2 separate regions of the Sus scrofa genome follow, and region 2 is linked to region 1. Evidence: chromatin contacts called from public Hi-C data. All regions are on one chromosome and are shown on one strand. Each heading gives the region's core, a stretch centred on a gene start, on an enhancer-like site or on the middle of the called end of the contact. The rest is flanking DNA. Distances are from core to core; before and after follow the strand shown. Region 1 overlaps FOXP1 (forkhead box protein P1). Region 2 overlaps FOXP1 (forkhead box protein P1).

Evidence for each region. A called contact is a pair of places that touch in the nucleus more often than the background predicts.
Region 2: a contact with region 1 is called in a Hi-C map of embryonic fibroblasts, with 1.9 times the contacts expected there. The contact joins two enhancer-like sites. A contact is called at or near these places in 2 of 47 Hi-C or Micro-C datasets (embryonic fibroblasts and fibroblasts).

The regions. Positions count from the first base shown.
Region 1 is chr13:52,373,316-52,376,775 of Sscrofa11.1, reverse strand. The region is part of intron 14 of FOXP1 (forkhead box protein P1); the gene reads left to right. Among named protein-coding and RNA genes, the nearest start is that of FOXP1, 600 kb to the left of the region's middle. Within about 2 kb of position 1,470, at least 16 of the 83 cell types and tissues checked have an H3K27ac peak or open chromatin away from gene starts, as enhancers often do. A contact at or near this core is called in embryonic fibroblasts, where this site is marked.
Region 2 is chr13:52,568,182-52,571,580 of Sscrofa11.1, reverse strand. The region is part of intron 6 of FOXP1 (forkhead box protein P1); the gene reads left to right. Among named protein-coding and RNA genes, the nearest start is that of FOXP1, 400 kb to the left of the region's middle. Within about 2 kb of position 1,645, at least 5 of the 83 cell types and tissues checked have an H3K27ac peak or open chromatin away from gene starts, as enhancers often do. A contact at or near this core is called in embryonic fibroblasts, where this site is marked.

The DNA.
Region 1 (3,460 bases), core at 221-2,720:
GAAGAAGGAGGGATAAAAGCGGAGAAGGAATTGCAAAACCCCATGGGGCACTCGGTGAGTGATGGGGCCCAAGTGTTGGCAGGGAGTGCCATCTACATAAGCCTCCACGGGCCACAAAAGGACCCTTGGGAATCTCCATGAGGACCCGTGTTAACAGCCAATAAACAAGGAAAAGCAATCCCGGGGGAAATGCACAGGGCAGGAAGGTTTGTCTTGATTAGTATTTTAAAAAAATGTTTTACATGCTAGAAAATTATAACTTTGAAGGGGACCTCCTACTAAATTTATTTTTAACTGCTCTATTGAAAATTCTCTACCACTAGTCAACATTATCTCTTAGTAGCTCAGCACAGTATTTCTTTATTAAAAGAAATAGGCACGAATATTTTTGACTGAAAAATTAATAGCTTTTGAATTCATACACAGCAGGTTTTCTTTTGCAAAGAAGTCCAATATCGCTGCACAGCACTTCTATAACCATTTATTTGGAGTCCAAGTCAAACCTTTGACAGCTAGAGCAGTGCTACAAGCCAATATAAAGAACTCCAAGATGTAAACCAACAATAGGCCGTCTGTGTGAGGTTTGCCATTGTCAAATACATAGATTGTTTGGATTAGTTTATGTAAATGTACTGTTGTATTACCCTTTGGGAAAAAAAAAAAAAAGATCACATTTGTGTATGAAAAGTGGTTCCCTTCACAGGCAGCATTATAAATTCCTTATCCTTTAACTTACATGTAAGAAGTAAAAATTGGTGCCTGACAAGCAGATATTGTGTGACACTCTGTTGCCAGAGAGAACCTGCCTTCTTTTCATTTATTGGAAAATAGAAAATTTTATTATAGATACCATCTTATAAATCAGGAATTATTAAAATATGTATAGGTGAGGCTTTGGGAAATTAATTATAAAAGGTAGACGTGTAGTGTTTTTGAACACTTTTTTTTTATCTCCTTGCCCTAAAAGGGGGGGGGGATTGATTAGGGGAGCACACACATAGAGCAAACCCTTAATTCTTTCAAATTTAGGGATACAGAGTTATCTGATGATAGTTTTAAGGTGCAAAAGACTCCCTTTTGCCAGTAATTAATTGATTCCACCTGAAATAAGAGAAAGCAGGGTGTGTGTTCAAATGCGTATTCTTCTAGACTCGTTGATTGGAAAGCAGCTGTCCCTGAGATTCAGTTCTAACCCTCAACGGGGACTTTCATGCAAGAGTCTTGCCAGGAAGTTTGTGAGTTTTTTTTTTTTTTTTTCTCTTTTTCCATTTCTGTTTAAAAGGAACTCAGTGTTTATTTTAAAATCCTTAGTCACTAAGTGATAGAATGCTTTGCTGTAAACGTTGCTGTTCACTAAATGCCATTTGGGTGGTAAGTGTCATTTGTTGCGGCCAGTCATCCAACCAGTTCCCAGTTCACTGCATCAAAGAAACTGCCAGAACCTTCTTGGATTGTTCTTATTACATCAGCCCCTAGACGCGTTCGCTGGATCCTGTTGTGGAACTCACTGGTCACATTTGGATAGTTAGAGGGTATAGTCATCTTGGGAGATTCCCAAGTTTTTAGATGTGGATCTGAGCTGACTTCCACTGGGAAGCGTGTAGGTGAACTGAATGGGGTTCCAGGTGGTCCTCCTGTTCTGCAGACACCTCCAACTGTATCTCTTCCTGTTGGCTTGCAAATCTCTTAAACCAGAAAACCTTCTCCTTTCATAATTACACCAAGGACTCAAACTGTACTACTGCACGTTGTTTGTGTAAAGGTCATTCCTGGATTTAAAATCATACTGTTGCATCAGTGAATATTTACTGAATGTGCTATGGAAAAACATAGGATAGTGAAACAGGAGAGACACCCCCCCCACCCCGCCATCCAGGTGTTTGTGGAGACTCCCAGGACACACCAAGAAAGACACACTCCCAGGCTCTCCGTGCATCAACCGTGCTATGGATGAGTAGACCACTGCCCTAGATGGGTGGGGGGTTGAGGGAGACTTCTAGAACAAGGGACATCTAAGATGAAACCTAAAAGATGAATAGGAAGAAATGGAAAGCAGTCAGCCTTATGACTCTTGCCCCAGGGGAGGAGCAGGTATGCATGTCTGTGTGTCTCCGAGGAAGGGAGGTGGGCCAGAAAGGTGTGTGATGGAGATCAGTGTGGAGGAAGGGAAGGAATGGACAGCATCAGCTAAAATAAGCTTTTCATTTGTGATTCTGATATTTATAAGCTTTTAATTTTATTAAGGCTAGGCAAAAGTTTACCAGAGCAGCTGAATATTCTAGCCATGGGGGACGTACCGTGGGCAAAGCCATTCTTGCCATATGTTCAGAACGGCCCAGTGGGTTGTATTTGGCGTTTTTAGGGATTCTTCTTTTTTTCCCTATTCAGAGAAGCACAAGCAAAAAATCAGGTGATTGTAGACTGTCCCAATGAGAACGATATTCTTTTGTTCTAAACTCAGTACCAGTAATTTTCTCGAGGTCAGTCCCAAATGGATTGCTTGAGGTCAGTGTCTAGAATCTCCTGAGATATTTGCTTGGAGGGGGGCCTCCCTCAGGAGATAAAACAATAACAACAACAACAGGCATGTCTGTATTAATACTTTATTCGGTTGTTAAGGATTTTTCAAAGAGACTTTTCACTGTCACAACATCAGGAAAACCCTGCAAATCGTATTTTATAATCCTGAATACACCAGAGGTATGTATGCCTGGTTTTAGGGTATTCCTAGCCCAGCAAAGAGCAAGTCCCAATTCTGAGAAAGCACATTCCTTCAGATTTGGTGGGCAAGTCATTATAGTGGAGGTAGTATATCCTTTATGGACATGTTAGACACCACAGGAACTGGGCTGCTTGAAGAGAAAAGCAGTGTTAGGTTTTTCCCTTTTATGCATTCTCTTTTCCTCCAACTGTAGCAATTAGGACTGTTTGGAAATAGTTTTAGCTACTATGAAAACAAAGTGTCCATCCACCCCCCGCCCCCACCATGCCCTCTCTCTAAAAGGGAGTCTTTCAACTCTTAACAAGCTGGCTGGTCCTTTAGGCTTCTTGGTACAGCCTGTCTGGTCAGGTGAAGAGATAACATGAGGCCATCATAGACAGGTTGGCAAGCAGCAGGACTTTCTCCTGAAGTCCCCCGTCCTGAGGGCCACCGTCAGGGACAGCCATCGTCTGTGCTGGGAACTGAGGCAATACCTGGACCCCACAGCCAGTGCTGGTCCAGCCTCCCCCTACCCATCTGCTTACACTCCTCCAGCATCAGAAAGGCCGTCTCTGAACACAAATGATTCATGTCTAGAATTCACCTGCTCAGGCCAGTTAGGACCAACAGCAGAAAAACGGGTTCTGTGAGCCTGAAAGTCCCTACTAAGCAGCTGGGTCCCTTGGTGTTTGGGTTTCAGGTTTGCCTTTTGTTCTCAGAATCTGTTTTCAAAATGTGAGGCAAGAGCACAAACAAAAA
Region 2 (3,399 bases), core at 396-2,895, 190 kb before region 1:
GTTTGGAAAATACTCTTAACTTTCACGGCTTATTTCGCCGAGCGGTCCGATTTTGCCTGGTCCTTGCTTTTAAACTGTTCAGTCAGCACACATGTTAGCTGGTCAGTGTTAGGAATCAACACGAAACCCCACAGATGAGGCTGCAGCCTATCTTTTTTTAAGTCTATCTTTATCTCTCTCTCACCTTTAAAAACAGACCAGCAGGTCTGCTTTTGGCAAGGACCTTGGAGCCGGCTGAAAAAGCATTTGTCTTCAAAGAAAAGTCAGCTTTGGAAAATCTCCCACTCTGGCGTTTCAGAGGCAAGAGAACCTCAGTTCCTCGAAGGTGTCACCATGGCCACGTCTTTGTTGTCACTGCAAAAAAGAGACGCACTTGGTAGGCTGGAGAAGAAAACCAGGCTATTTCAGTTCCAAGTATGAGGAGCTGAAAAAAAAAAAAACACTTCTCTGGGTGGCTCATAGGCTGGCATCTCTAGCTCCTTTCAAAGTCCACAGTCAGTCCCCTTCTTCCAGGCTTCTCGCAGCCTCAAGCCTTCTCCAGAAGCTTTCATAGAACCTTGGTCTCTCCTAACAATTTTCTATCATGTTTATGTTGGACATTCCTTCTACCCCAGCTCCAGGTGCTGAGCTCCTTCATACCTCTTGTGGGAATGATAAAACTACTTCATTTTGTCCCTTTTACACACATTCATCTGTTCCCACTTGGTTGTACTGTGTCGTCAATTCTCTCCCCCGCCTCGCCCCGCTCCTTCCCCCCAATATATAGATGTGTGTAATTGCATCTATTCTTTTTCTCTGTGGAGTTATAGAATTTTTAAAATTCCTTAGATGATCCAGCTTCACATTTTATGGATAAAGAAACTAAGCTCAGACAAAATAAAGGCTTTGTCTTTTGATTAACTTTTGCATGGACGCCCTTGACGTTTAGAAATAGTCTTCTGGGCTAGGATGGGGGCCCTTGTACGATCTGTCAGGATGGATAAAATTGAAAAGTTCATTCTTGTGGTAACCAGCACCATTAAGAACTAAGTTCAATGTTTAGGATTTATCTGTGTTGCGTGGGGGGCGGGGGGGTGGTGTAGGGAGGTGTATATGTTCATCTATTGTAAAATGTGTTATTGATTATTGGGAGATGGGTATTTTTCTTCACCATAATTTTATTAGAGCAGGGATCAGCAAACTTTTTAAAAGTTACTTTAAACAGTAAACTTTTGGGGCTTTATAGGGTATTCTGTCTCTGTCACAAAAGTTCTTTGTGAAAATAGCCATAGACAGTACATGGGCATTGCTGTGTTCTAATAAAACTTTATTTACAGAAACAGGCTGAGGGCTGCATTTGACCCTCAGGCAGTAGTTTGCTGACCCCTATCCTAGCAGATGAACTGATGGTAGCTCTAGGAAATTGTTTTGATGTAGTCGGTGATGAAATTCCTGTGCTAGTCACACTGTGGTCTAGGATGGATAACTTTTTATTTTTTCACTTTCTTTAAAAAAAAAAAAAAAAAAAAAAAACTTCCCAGCTCCATCCTTCCTGCCACAGTTTGTTTCCCAATTCCCATTCCTTAAAGCCTCATTCACTGTGGTTATTCTGGTTCCTGCAAGCCCACATTTTCTTGAATGCTATTGGGAAAGAAGCTAAGACTTCCCAGAATTTGCCAGCAACCCCTTGTAAGATGACTTCAGCCCTGATCTCCACGTCTCACTCTTATCAGACTTGACCAGAGGTAACCTCTATGATTCCTTCCTAGACAGTCACAGTCTTCAAGAAGTGGGCTAGTATCACCCACATCCCTGCTCTCCTTTGGCCTTTTCTTGGTTTCCTACCTCGAATGTGTAACATCCTGCCTTTGAATCAGGCTTGGTCCTTGTCTGATGTGTGGAGTGTATAGTTTTACTAATAGGATAACAGTTAATATGTAGCACAAAAAAAATCATTCTGTCCCTGCCATTTTTTTTTTTTTTTTTTATGTTGGGCAAAAGAGAAACAAAGGCAAACCAGAAAACAAAGGTTTTTTTTCTTTGGGATGCTTTTCATTCTAGAGACTTTGTAAAGGAGGTCAAATTGGTCAGGAGGGGGTGAAGAGAAGAGGGGATGTCTTTTCTCATCGCTCTTGGTTATATGCTGAATTATTAAATGGAAATTCCAAGGGAGAGAAATGAAGAAGAGCTCAAATGTCTCCCCTGGCTGGTTATTCCTATCAAACCATGTTAAATTCTGGGGAATCTTTAGGGGTATTGACTCATGTTCTTAGGCAATAGATGAGAAACTCCTTCTGTGGGAGAAAAAAAAAATAGATGACGCCTTGATCAAAAGGAAAAAAGAAGTGACCTCTTAAGTTTGGCAAATGCAAGGGCTCTGCAAATATGGTCCAAGAACATTGATGGGAGTAGCAGCCAGACTGGGTTTGAGTCTTGCTACTATAATTCACTCTTGATTTGTAGCAAGTCACTAACTCTTGGAGCCTCTGGAAACGAGTTCTTTTCAAAGGTTCCTTTTGCTTCTAAAATTGCACTCTGTTTCTTCTCTCATTCATTTCTGATTAAATTAGAAACCATGCTCTACTTGAGATATTTGGTTCTTTGCTGACTTTTGGAAAGTACAGTAGTGAACAAATCACAGTAGGCACTCTAGACCTTGATTTATTTATTTATTTGGCCACACCCACAGCATGCACAAGTTCTCAGGCCAGGGAGTTGAACCTGCACCACAGCAGTAACCAGAGCCACAGTAGTAGACAATGCCACATCCTTAACTGCTAGGCCACCAGGGAACTCCTCCAGGTCTTTAAAATGTGGCCTTGCAAGCAAGGATATCCTTTAAAAAGCCGTAAGTGAATCAGAAAGGAAGAAGGAAGTTAGAGGAGACCCTCATTTTGAAGACAGATCCAATCAACCGATTTGGGGTGCGAGACTTAGGGAGTAGTGTCCATGTCCTGCCACCTTGTGGCTCTGTGACCTTAGGCAGTTGCTTAGTCTTGGTTTCTTCATCTGTAAGATAAAAGTTAATAATAACTGTCTTGTACATGTCAGAGGGGCATTAGGGGAAGCAAAGGAGGTATTTCAGGTGAAAATGTTTCATAAGCAATGAAATATTATACAAATACAAGATGTTGTCATTATTGAGATGTGTTTTTCATTTGTGTTACATTCTTGCAGGCCTCCCATGTTTCCAAATGTGATGCCTTTCCCCTGGGGTCACTCACGGTCCATGACTCTGCAGTTTTTGTCCCTTGCGATTTCTCTACCTTGGAATTTCCATTTAATAATTCAGCATATACCCAATAGCAATGAAAAAAGCAGGCACCTACGTATTTTTCCAAGGTTTAGATTTTTCTCCTTTTTTTTCTTTTAGCACAGTGTATTAAAAAACTTCCAGTTTTTATTTAACATAAAAGGCAC